Linked DNA regions of Xenopus laevis: region 1 is linked to region 2. A link is a contact called in public Hi-C data. All regions are on one chromosome and are shown on one strand. The core of a region is the stretch at or near the end of the contact, and the rest is flanking DNA. Distances in the headings are between cores, read along the strand shown. Region 1 overlaps sipa1l3.L (signal-induced proliferation-associated 1-like protein 3). Region 2 holds the start of zfyve1l.L (zinc finger FYVE domain-containing protein 1).

What was found. Hi-C and Micro-C count contacts between places; a contact is called where the count stands out from the background.
Region 1: a contact with region 2 is called in a Hi-C map of the XL177 cell line, with 5 times the contacts expected there. The contact joins the enhancer-like site here to the promoter of zfyve1l.L in region 2. A contact is called at or near these places in 3 of 4 Hi-C or Micro-C datasets (the XL177 cell line, the XTC cell line and animal cap).

The regions. Positions count from the first base shown.
Region 1 is chr8L:69,136,469-69,142,748 of Xenopus_laevis_v10.1, forward strand. It overlaps sipa1l3.L (signal-induced proliferation-associated 1-like protein 3), which reads right to left. Exons shown (of 25, transcript XM_041572928.1): 25 at 6,086-6,280. Among protein-coding and RNA genes, the nearest start is that of dpf1.L, 82 kb to the left of the region's middle. Within about 2 kb of position 2,978, at least 1 of the 7 cell types and tissues checked has an H3K27ac peak or open chromatin away from gene starts, as enhancers often do.
Region 2 is chr8L:69,040,755-69,047,568 of Xenopus_laevis_v10.1, forward strand. It overlaps zfyve1l.L (zinc finger FYVE domain-containing protein 1), which reads right to left and starts at 4,241. Exons shown (of 11, transcript XM_018230213.2): 1 at 4,064-4,241; 2 at 567-1,071; 3 at 262-479. The coding sequence starts at 4,165.

The DNA of each region.
Region 1 (6,280 bases), core at 1,728-4,227, 94 kb after region 2:
GCATAAGGATCCTGGTAGCAGAGTTTAAGATTGGAGGGAAGAGAGATGGGAGTCAGGAAGACCAGTGAGGAGGAGATTGCAATAGTCTAAATGGGATAATATAAGGGCATGGATTAGCTGTTGTTTGTGAAAGAAACAGGCGTATCTTGGCTATATTGTGGAGGAAGAAACAACAGGTTTTGGCAGTATTATTAATATGATTAGAGAAGGAGAGGGACTAGTCAAAGATGACCCCAAGCAGCGTGCTGAGTTAACTGGGTTAATAGTCATGCCATCAATATTAATGGTGAAAGGAAGAGAAGAGCTCGGTTTGGGTGGAAAGACCATGAGCTCAGTCTTGGTCAAGTGGAGCTTGAGGTGGCGTTGGTTCATCCAGTTAGAGATAGCTACTAGGCAGTCTGCTATCTTTGTTTGAACGTCAGAGGTTAGTGAGGGAGTGTCTAAGTATATCTGAATGTCATCGGCATACAGCTGATATTTAAGGCCAAATGAACATATAAGGTCTCCTAAAGGGAGAGAGTGTACAAGGAGAACAACAGAGGACCAAGCACAGAACCCTGAGGCACCCCCACATTAAGATGGACAGGGGAGAGGATTTATTTGCAAAAGGTACAGAGAAGGAGCAGTCAGAAAGGTAGGAATAGAACCAGGCTGCAGCTTGATCACAGATACCAATTGAATGGAGAACTTGCATTAGAACAGAATGGTTAACAGTATGAAAAGCAGAAGATAAATCCAGGAGAATGAGAATTGAGTAATGCCCTTTGGCCTTAGCAGTCTGGAGATCATTTGCAACTCTACATAAGGCGGTCTCAGTGGAGTGTGCAGGTTGAAAGCCAGACTGCATAGGGTCGAGCAGATTATTGGTGCAGAGAAAGTTAGTAATATGGAAGAAGACGTTCTAGATGTTTAGAGGCTAGCGGTAAGAGAGAGACAGGGCAGTAGTTAGACAACAGGATGGGTCCAGTGAAGCCTTTTTCAGAATGGGCTTGACACATGCATGTTTGTACTATACAGCATACTGAAGCTAGCACAGTTGAAAGATGCACATACTGAAACTGGTATAAACAGTAATCATGACTGTATTGGTCCTAGATCAACAGCCATGCATAAAAACCCTGTATTAGTGAATGGCTGTGCATTTCAAGGCTAACAGGAACAAACAGTCATGAACCTTGGAACTGCCACAAACCTTGTCATGCAACCAGTGCTGCACACATAAACCTCAGAGTGAAGCTGACACAGACTGGCAGTCATCCAAACTGATCCAGGACCAGAGATCTTAAATATTAAGACTGATGCAATGATACTTTTGTCACTTCTCTGACACACACACATATATATATATATAAATTTCTAATGCTAATGGACTCCAGCTGTACAAATATGGCAGCCCCCTCATACAGGAACATGGGGCATCAGACACGTGATGTAAAAGCATTGTGCAAATACTTTATAGCAAAGTTATATTTCAAAGGCAATATTATGATAGATGTAAAAAAGAGTTTAATTTCTGGTGTCAGTATCTCTTTAAAGGGATACTGTCATGGGGAAAAAAAAATTTTCTCAAAATGAATCAGTTAATAGTGCTGCTCCAGCAGAATTCTGCACTGAAATCCATTTCTCAAAAGAGCAAACAGATTTTTTTATATTCAATTTTGAAATCTGACATGGGGCTAGACATTGTGTCAATTTCCCAGCTGCCCCAAGTCATGTGACTGGTGCTCTGATAAACTTCAATCACTCTTTACTGCAAGTTGGAGTGATATCACCCCCCTCCCTTTTCCCCCCAGCAGCCAAACAAAAGAACAATGGGAAGGTAACCAGATAGCAGCTCCATAACACAAGATAACAGCTGCCTGGTAGATCTAAGAACAGCACTTAGGGCTATTCCACACGGGGAGATAGCGACGCGTTTGCGGTCGCGGCGACAAAGCGCCGCGACAGTCGCCGCGACCGGCGCAGGCGACAGTTTTGTATGGGCGCCTATGTAAAAACGCCTGTGCTAACCACACGAGGCGATGCGCTTTTCAACAGTCGCCTGAAAATGCCTCGCCAGGCTTTTTCAGGCGACTGTTGAAAAGCGCATCGCCTCGTGTGGTTAGCACAGGCGTTTTTACATAGGCGCCCATACAAAACTGTCGCCTGCGCCGGTCGCGGCGCTTTGTCGCCGCGACCGCAAACGCGTCGCTATCTCCCCGTGTGGACTAGCCCTTAATAGTAAAAACCCATGTCCCACTGAGACACATTCAGTTACATTGAGAAGGAAAAACAGCAGCCTGCCAGAAAGCATTTCTCTCCTAAAGTGCAGGCACAAGTCACATGACTGGGGGCAGCTGGGAAATTGACAAAATGTCTAACCCCATGTCAGATTTCAAAATTGAATATAAAAAAATCTGTTTAGTCTTTTGAGAAACGGATTTCAGTGCAGAATTCTGCTGGAGTAGCACTATTAACTGATGCGTTTTTAAAAAAAAAAACATGTTTTCCGATGACAGGATCCCTTTAAGGCCACGTGGCATTCTGACTCTCATAATACTCTCAAGGAGCCATCTTCAAGCAGATCCCAGTATATGTGAGCACTTTTGCAATTTTCAGTTATTTTTTTCCCTCTGTGTGATATTAGAAATGTATGGTTGTTAATATAATGCTTTTGGCTCAGCACCTTTATGGTTAAATCTGGTTAAATGATTCTGCAGGTGCCATGTCCAAACAGATGCCACCCTGCACATTTCTCTTCCTGTCTCCGTTAGATTTTACAGCTGTCTCATACTTTTCTATTGAAAGCGTTGACAGGCTATTAACAGTGTTTTAACGTCATGAGTTCTCTGTGAGCTTTTACAGCAGCAGCCTGTATCAATACCCATGGCCATCTGTTACTTACAGACTCCAATAGCTTGTAATTCCACACACTATAAGGGGCTAATTTATCAAGGAGTGTAGGTAAATGTATTTATTTCTTCCAACTTGGCTCAGAGAAGTCATACCAGAAAACCCTTTCCCTTAGTCCCATAGGGAGAATTACCTAATGAGATCTCCTCTGTAGGCAGGAAACTAATTAGCAATCATAACGTGAACCATCATCAACATGACCTAAGGGAGGAAACTATCATGCTGCACAAAGGGAAATAACGTACATCTCTATAATGTCTCTCATGCAGTGCTAATTATTTAGAGTTAAGGGGTAGTGAAAGGACTTTTGGGAAGATCACAAAGCTAACATTAACAGTGATCAAAATCACTAAGTAACATAATTCCTTAAGTTCCTCCAGACCCAGTAATGTTTCACAATGAGTAGAAGAGGCTTTCACTGGGAGACAGCTTAACCCTAGCACTGTACTCCATAGTTACAGCATCCCCACTGTGTGATGAATAATGTATCTGGGATTCTGTCCAGTTAAAATACATCTTTGACCTCAAGCAAACAGATGCCATTCTCTTTCTCCCTTTAAAGGAAAGCTACAGAAGCAGTTTATTGCCAATAGATTAGCCACAATAGTGCAAGCTATAACACTATATTTATTCTGCAGAATGTTTTACCATACCCGAGTAAACAGCTCTTGAAGCTCTCTCTGTTTAGGATAGCAGCTGCCATATTAGCTTGGTGTAACATCACTTCCTTCCCGAGTCTCTAGCTGCTCACTCATAGCTCTGGGCTCCAATTGCAGCAGGGAGGAGAGGGGGAGCAAACTGAGCATGCTCAAGCCCTAGCCCTGGAGGTTTAAGATGAACGAAGAGAGTCTGATACAGAAGCCCATGTATACACAATAGAAGAAAAGAAATGCTGTGTTTCTTTTGACAGAGGACTCAGAGCAGCATTGCTTTGAGGGTTTACTGGTATATTTATATAGACCTTTGTAATAAAGCTTACTTAGTTTTAGTCTTTCCTTCTCCATTAAAAAGGAAGGTAGAGAAATGTCAGTGGTCCAGGGTAACTTTGAATTTATTTTTGGAGAATAAGCTGGAATGGTTGTAGATTCTCAAATGGGAACGGTCTGCACATATATGGTTTTCTGCCTGAACTACAACATGTTGTATTTTAATATTAGGGCTGAAGTTGAACCCATCATGTTAGGTGATGCCACTTACCTGCTAATCACTTAATACAGGGCACATGCTCCACCCTGTACTGCATCTCTGTGTTGCCTTAAGCACAGAAGGGACGTGTCAAAGTTACTTCCGACAACGCTTAAAATCTGATTTTCAGACTCCCTTTTAATATATTTTATATTAGGATTACTGCAGAAACTGTCATTTCCTTTATGCCCTGTGCAGTGACCTAAACCTATTGCAATTTCAAATATAACGATATTTTCAAATACAAAGACAAGAATTAGACTGTTCCCTCGGGAACTCTGAGCTACTGATCTCTCAGATGAGATGTTCTACACCAGGGAACACATTAACCCTTATTTGGGGTTCACCAGTTGTAACAAGAAATAATTATTGGACAAACTAAAGCTGTTCATACCTAAAGTTTAAAAGAAAAAAAATTATATATATATATATATATATATATATATATATATATATATATATATATAATTTTTTTTATATAAATATCCAAATATATGGTTTAAATGAAGTACAAACCACTTTACATCACAATGCTAAAGGAGACCTGGTTATAAGATGCAAAATATCAGCACAGATGTGTAGTCGCCTGCCTCTTTGCCCCTGCATAGGATCCCCACCCTCCCTCTTATAATAATTTATATTATGATATAATATAAAAAATATGATATAATATAAAAAATGTTGCAACTTGTAGAGTGCTGGAGGAATGGTAAATGAATGGTTTTGTATAAAGACCCTGGCTGTTGTAAGGCAGGGATTAAAGGAAAACTATACCCCCCGAACAATGTAGGTCTAATAATAATATACTTTTTTAGTAGTCTGAGCCATCATAAATAGAAAATTGCCATTTTAAAAAATAAGGCCCCCTGGGATCTTAGGATTCACTGTGCACACAAACAAACTATACACGTTAGGTCACATGAACCAATTAATAGACAGAGTTCTGTCTTTTGCTTCAACACTTCTTCCTGTTACAGTTAGAGCTCGAGTATTTCTGGTCAGGTGATCTCTGAGACATCACAAAATGGTGGTTTAAGGCAAAAGATGTAAAAAGGATAATATTTACTTAAATATATATATTCCAGTTTAATAAGATTCTTTAATATGCCACTTAATTTGATATAATCTGTTGCTTAAATATTCATTTTGGGGTTTTCCTTTAAGCAAGATTAATTTCATGGCTGCCTGCTGGGGAAAGTTAATCAGAGGCTGGCTTTGTATTGGAAAGAAAATTATCTTTGTTTTTGAATTCATGTAAATGGTTAAATGACTAATAAACAAGTTGCGGCCTTGCACCACCATTCAACCTGTGTGTGTTTATAGTTATTTTGGGTTATGAATTTTGTATCTGTGAATACGACCTACCTTTCCCATGGCTATTTCACTCTACCACAGAAGAAGATTGCTCCATGGTGCTTGCTCTTTCCTTCTCCTTTAAAGAACAGCCTGGGCAGTTGTTGATGAGATCTCGTCCTTATTGGGGATTGTGAATGTTTTCAGATCAGAATAAGCAGAGCCAGGGAAGTGGATCCACACAAACATACTGAGAATAAAGATTTCTCCTGGTTCATATGCAAAACAGATGGGATCCTGGGAAGCAAATCACAGTTTTCTTCTGAAATTTCCATTTTAATGGCATACCCTACAGACTGGAGCATGCTTCTGGGGTTTAAAGCAAAAACAAGGCAGTTACTCTAAATGATGCAAAAAGAACTTTAAGAAAATGCATTGAATAAACAATGTCTTGGCCTTACATTTAGGGCAATGGCAGACAGGGCCATGTAGAGCATGTAATAGCTGGCCTATATGACCGAATCGTCTCTCCTTTTACTTGAATGACAATCACAAAGAGCTGCAAAGTGGTCCTGTCTGACTTTACCCTTAATGGAATTAATTTGGAAAATGTATTTTTCAATGCATTTATTGCTGGTTCAAATAGATGGTCTGTAAAAAAAAAAAAACCAGAAGGCTACTTTTACGGAAAACAAAAACAGTGTTGGAAATTAGGCATTTTTTAAAATTGTTTATTAAGCCCAATTTGCTTTTAGGCACATTCTCCTACAATTTGGAATGGAAGGAAAGTGCATTTTATACAGTAGATGTGATGAAACTTGATATACTGCCCCTGATGGAGAGATTCTTTGAAATGCTATCAGTTTAGTGTAGAATTATAGTATGTTCCTCCCGTGTAACACATGTATGG
Region 2 (6,814 bases), core at 2,991-5,490:
GCTGTCTTTCAACATCTCAGGTGTTGTCTTGGGGTCCTCAAGACGTCAAAGAAAGTCTAAGCAGTTGATGAAACTGCAAGAAACCCTGTTAAACAGAAGATTATGTTTGTTTAAGGGCAGCAAGCTCCATGGATGCTGGGATGCCCAGGAGGCACAATAAGGACCTAATTGATACACAAAATTAATTTGTGGATGATCATTTGCCAAGGTGAGGGGTATATCTCATACACACAATGCACAAAGCCATGTTACCAATGGTACCTGAAGAGCTGTAAAAACATGGGAAAGAGGACGGGATGACCGTGTAGATGTGTCCAAGATTTGCTTCTTCACAGCCTCATTCAACATAGAGAAATTTGTAGGGCGTATCACAGTTTTCACACCAACATAGCGAATAGAACTAAAGGCCTCTGGAGTGGCACCAAGTTCATGGAATCTCTTCTGAAGCTCAAGCTCTGCTTGTCCAAGAGCCTTACTGCCTACAATACATTTTGTCTTAGTGTATTAAATGCACCCATGCTACTCCCAATATTAAGCAGGAGGTGCAATGTAATGTAATTACTCACCATGGCCCAGAAGATCTGTCCTTGATGTCTCATGAAAGATAATAAGGGCTGGACCCAGACTGGACAATGTAACATCAAGTCCATATCGACTAGACAACGACCTGAATTCTGGAGTAAAATACTTCAAGTAAGCTTTTGAACCATCTCCAAGGAACTGGAACATATCATTATGTAGCCTTTCTGCTCGTGTCCTGTAGACCACCACATCCGATACAGCTAGGACTTTAATGAGAAGTCTCATTCTCTGGTTCTGTTTGTTTGTAGTTCCTAAAAGACCTTCTGTATCCAAAATAACAAGGGACAGCTTTGGATCATAAGCTACCCAAACTCCCACTGTACAGGAGAACTGAGATGGTGAGGTTCTAAACACCTGCTGACCTTCAAAAAATGTCTCATTAAGGGTATGAGACTTGCCTTCACCAGTGTTGCCAAAAATGCAGAGAACTTTGACTGAGTTCTGTTGGCTACATCCCAGTTTCTTGAGGAAGTCAGACAAACTTTGTACCTAAAAAGTAAATATATATTGTTTACAAGAAATCAAAATAAGAACACAATGTTATAGAGCCAGTAACACCTGAAATAAAAATCCCATATATTCTTTATGTTTACTGAAGTAGTTTTAAACACCTTTTCTTTACTCATATTGTAGTATAACCATTTTTTCAACCAGAAAAAGGAACAGGGTTACATTATATATGTATATGGTTGAAATTACATCAAAATAACCATTATCTTTTCATGAGCTACAAGCCAACAAATAATTCATGCACAGTATTAGGCTTATTTAAATTGCTACGTTAAAGCAACTTCTTTACACGTCTGTTAATCAAAGAGCTTGCAAGTCATTGTGGTAAAAAGAGTCTTGGGTAGAGAAGAGCTGACGTATTCAACATGGTTTCAATATGTAATAAGAACCTACAGCGCAGAGAATAACAAAGGAAAGGCAAATACAGCTTTCAATAGCAATTCTATTTATATTGCCACTGCCCTAAGACCCCATTGAACTTCAGAGAACAGCGGAGGCTTTATTTTAACAATAAATACATTTTGGCTGAACACACCAGAACTAACAGAAAACACAATGCAATAAAACCGGGAACAGAGAACACATTTGTGCAAATACCAGATAGAAATAGCTGGAATGTCACGTTAACGGGGTCATTTTTTGTGGTACTGTTTCAAAATGGCAGCACATTGTATAATATAACAACATACAAAGAAAAAGGTAAACACATTAGTTTGCTAAGGATGTCTTCACATATCTTTTTGCAGTTTTACTTGGTCTAGCACAATTTTACTTACTGGGATGTCTATAGCGCAGTAGTGTGATATTGGAAAAATTGACTCCACTGTGCATGTGCAATCCCAAGCAGTGGACAACTGTGAATAATTTAAGACAGTGGTACAATTCTTTCCTAAAATAGCACTAGCCTAAGGAAGGTACCTCTCCTTGTCCTTTAAATTAAATTGAGTAGCAATTTTGAGCCAACAAAGGGATTTAGTAGGGGAAGCACCTGATAGAATGGTGAGATACATACATTTTGAGGAGACTGAAGTTGTGAAATACTGTAAGGAATAAGTAACCTAAATGGCTAACTACTGTATACAGGTATGGGACCTGTTATCCAGAATGCTCGGGTCATGGGGTTTTCCGGATAATGGATCTTTCTGTAATTTGGATCTTCATACCTTAACTCTACTAGAAAATCATGCAAACATTAATAAACCCAATAGGCAGGTTTTGACTCCAATAAGGATTATTTATATCTTAGTTGGGATCAAGTACAAGGTACTGTTTTATTATTACAGAGAAAAAGAAAATAATTTTCAAAAATTTGGATTATTTTGTTATAATGGAATCTATGGGAGACAGCAATCCGTTAATTCAGAGTATTCTGGATAACGGGTTTCCGGATAATGAATCTCATACCAATTTAAAAAGGCAGCATAGTGCTCATTTACTATTTTTTTCCACCCATTAGAATGCAATACAAAGTGTGTTTTGTTACTTCTTGCACTCATCTACAGTACAGTGCAACAATTTACCAGTTGAGCCTACTTTTGTGCATAAGATGCAAGGCACAACAGCAAGGCAGGCCTACTGCCTTGACCAGATCTGTAACTAAAGGTCACTACTGCATGTGTTGTTAATTTGTTTATTAATCACATGCAGTAATAACCCATCCATCACTTGGCTTACAGAACTTGAACCCACAATGGATAACTTTCACACTGCACTAAGTGAAAAATTGTAAATACCATCAAACAGATATAAACAGGTACAAATAAATGAGGGAGCTCTGCATTCTCATGTTAATTTATCAACATATACTTTATTTATTTGAATTCTCTCCACAATGGTTATGTGTAGTGCCCAATTTACAGAGCAGTTATTGGCTGCAAGTAGATTCTGAGAGATGTGTATTGAAAAGCATGCTGAGGTAAGCAGGCCAAAAAGGGAGCTCTTTGGCTTCTGTTCGCCATTGTAATAGCATGGTTATCGTTGGGGATAATACCTGTAACAAGAGTAATTTCTTCTATTGGCACTCCTCATTTATGTAATAGCATACTAATGTGCACAATAATACTTTTGTAGGGGCAGATTTATTAAAAGCGGAGTTTGTGAAAAAAAAAATGAGGAAAAGGGAAAAAAAACGCAGACAAAACTTGTGCAACTTTTTATATTGAATGCCAGCTCATTTAAGAAAAACCTCAACTAAATATTTGTATTTTCGTGAAAAAAAGTCGCCTGCCAGTGAGAATCTCATTGTCTTATTAATTTTCAATATGGCTGAAAATCTGGAATGTTTTAATAAACTGGGAAAATAAAGAAATAGTTTTTTCTGGCAACTTTTGATGGTTTTATTCTTTAATAAATGGCAATTATTCGAGGTTACAAAAAATATTCTCGAGTATATTCGTACTCGTGTTTTTTTACTGCGTTTTTCTTGAATCGTGAACAAGAACTAAAGCTCGATTTTTGATAAGCCTGCCCCTATAGTGTATATACAAATAAAGCATTCACATGTCTGTAGATGCATTGTGAGCGAATATAAAGTATACACCCAAATGGGACAGAAAGCAGGGAGCAAAACAAAATAAAAAACACACAGGGATACCACATTAGAGATTGACAAGTAAATATAGTAAAATATGAAAGTGACTTTAAGAGGCAATGATCCATTGCAGGCTGCACAAAATGTACACAAACAATAACCCGCATATTCATGAGAACACGTGGCTATTCGTTTTACACTGTATGAGAATGAGAGAGAGCTTTTATTGTCAGTACAACCATATACTAGTTACAGAGCATTGAAAGGCTAAAAACGGTGAATTTTAATAGTCTAAAAAGAAGCTTACACATAAATATTGCATACTCATTTAAATACAGATGATATGGTGTGACTGGTGCATATAAACACACTGGAAACTGAAGCTCTGTATTTGCCCAAGATCACTTCCTGGTTGCCATTTCTCCCTCCCACTTCCATTACCTTAAGATTTTCATCTTCATCCAGTAACAGGAAGCTGCCCTCCTCTTCCCCATTCTGCAGACTCCCCAAGGTAAGGGGGTCACTGTGCAGTTGTGCAGACATTGTTTGAGGCAGCTCCTAATGGCAAGGGTACACTCACACCACCACCGCCACACAACAAATATACTCAGTACTTTCAGTTTCGCTGTTTATGAAAAGAAAAACTAACTAGTGACATCTAGTGCCCTTTCTGTGTAACTCCAGCAAACTCACCCCCTTAGAGGGGTAGTAAACTAAAATACAACATTTTTGTAAAGCAGCTTTCCCTTTGCAATAAACATGGATTTGAATTTTTATTGATTTTAAAATAATTTGTAAATTCCATTGCAATTGAATTCCCTTTACTGCTGGTTACTACATATACAATTGAAGTGTTGTAGAAGCAGTCAGCTATCTTCCATTCAAGACTCCAATTCTTCTGATACTTTTCAACACTTCACATTTAGTATGGACCTACAGTGTCAGGAATGGCAAAAGAGTGTCAGATACTGTTTTTATACTGGGGCTATTGGGTAATGTAGACAGTATTAACCAGGACCCTTAAAGCAGTCCTGGCTATTTCTTAGAGGCAAATTCACTAGCCTGCGGAGTTGCGCTAGCGCAGCCTTCGCCGCACTTCGCCAGGCGAAGTTTCTCCAGGGCGCCGCTAATTCATTAAAATCCGAAGTTGCGCTCAAGGAGGCGTAAGGTAGCGAAGTTGCACTAGCGTTAATTTGTCAAGCAAAGTAAAGTTACGATAGCAATGCCAAATTTGCATACGGCGCCAAGTTAAAGTACAATGGACGTATATGTAGCAGCAAATACATTACACCACACAAGCCTGGGAAAGCTTCATAAAATAGAGTTGTTATTTTGCCCTATACATGTGCCCACTGTATAGCTTAGGTGCCATATGTTAGGATATGTAGGGGGGAAGGAGGGTGCCCCCAAAAATAATTTACAATCTTTTTCAGCTTATCACCCTTAAAAAAGGAAAAGACGCCAGCAATCCCTATCTACTCTATTGCACTTCACCTCGTCTGAGGTGGCGAAGGCAAGTCTGGCACAAGAGCGTAAAGTTCAGTAAAATGCGCAAGTTAGTGAATTAGTGTAGTTACGTCCCTTCGCCATAGCGCAACTTCACCTGGGGAAAGGGTGCAAAGTAGCGCTAGAGTAGGTCCACTTCCCTAGCGAATTTACGCCAGCGCCCGTTAGTAAATCAGTGAAGTAACGAAATTACATCACAATGGCGATTTTGCGCTAGCGTTAGCCGCTTCGTGCTTTAGTGACTTTGCCCCAGACTCTAATACCATAGGGGGTGCCGTGAAGCTGTGTATAAATCAAATGGAAACACTGGAACCATGAGAACAGATTGAGTTTTGGAAAGAACCACAAGACACTGCCTCAGAGTGGAGCTTACTGCTTTGCAGTTGTATGGGAGGGGGAATCTATCCTCAAAACCAGTATCTCCTGACCTGATATATCTGTGATAGACTATTCATTTTTCTTGGCTTTTGAGTGCATGTCAACCCCCTTGTAGCTATTAGCAAAACTGCAATAAAACAGTACTGTTGCTTAAAATAAAATATTTCTTTACATACACCGGGGTATAAATGAGTAAAAACAAATGAATAGTATTCACTGTTTAATATTAGTGACATAGGGCTGCAGTCGTGACGAATGGAAAACTGCCATATTCCATATGAGGAAGCAGATGATAACAACTTGGCTTTAAATTGTCCTTGAAATAACATATCTGAGTATAGCATATAGTAGATTGTTAAAGGGGAACTATACACACATCCAAGCAAATGAGTGTAAAAGTGCTCAGCATGCTCTTCTGAGCATATTTACCTTTGACTTTTCTTTTACACTGCTAAAAGTAACAGAAACCTCAAAACTGCTCTGAGATAAAGCTCACTTGCATTTGCAGATGACATTCTTCTAGTTGTCAAAAAGCCTGAACATTTTTATTAATCTTTATGGTACTTTATGGGAAATGTTTCCAGTTAAAAAATCGTAAACACTATGATTAAATCCCACCGTTTATCCCTTTATAGGGTAAAAGTAAAATATACAATTCAAATATTCCTGCCTTTATTCCTGTCTGGAAGAAGGAAGGCATAAGGTCTTTAAGGGATGCTATCAATCATGAAACTGGTGATATCCTTGTCTGGGATACAATTAGAAATAATTATCATCTGAATGATGATAATAAATTCATTTTTAATAGAAGGGAATCTTACCATAGAGATCTTACAAAGAATAAATTGAAGCCATTAACTTCTCCTGATCTGCCTTCTTTTATTGCCAATAGATTGTCTAATCCTCAATGAGTCAAAATTAAAACGCTATTAAACTGAATCTTTGGGAGAAAAGAGTACAGAAATGGTCTAACTTCAAAAAGAGAAGCATTAGCATATGTTTGAAAAAACATTCAATTCATAAATAACTATAACAAGCTTTTTCACTCTGAAACATGTAAGATATAAAATAATTAATTTGGCCTATAGAGACTTTAATATAAAAACTTTTGAATCTTTCTTTTACTGAAAATGATTTGTAGTTTTGTATTGTCCAAAATTGTTTAGAGAACATACTGAGATGTAATATTCTAATTATTTAAAAAATGGCTTTTTGCCAATGTTATATTAAATGAACAGTGGCATAACTAGATATTACTGGGCACCACAGCAAATTATTCTTAAGGTCCCCAAAATGTCTAGAGGCTGT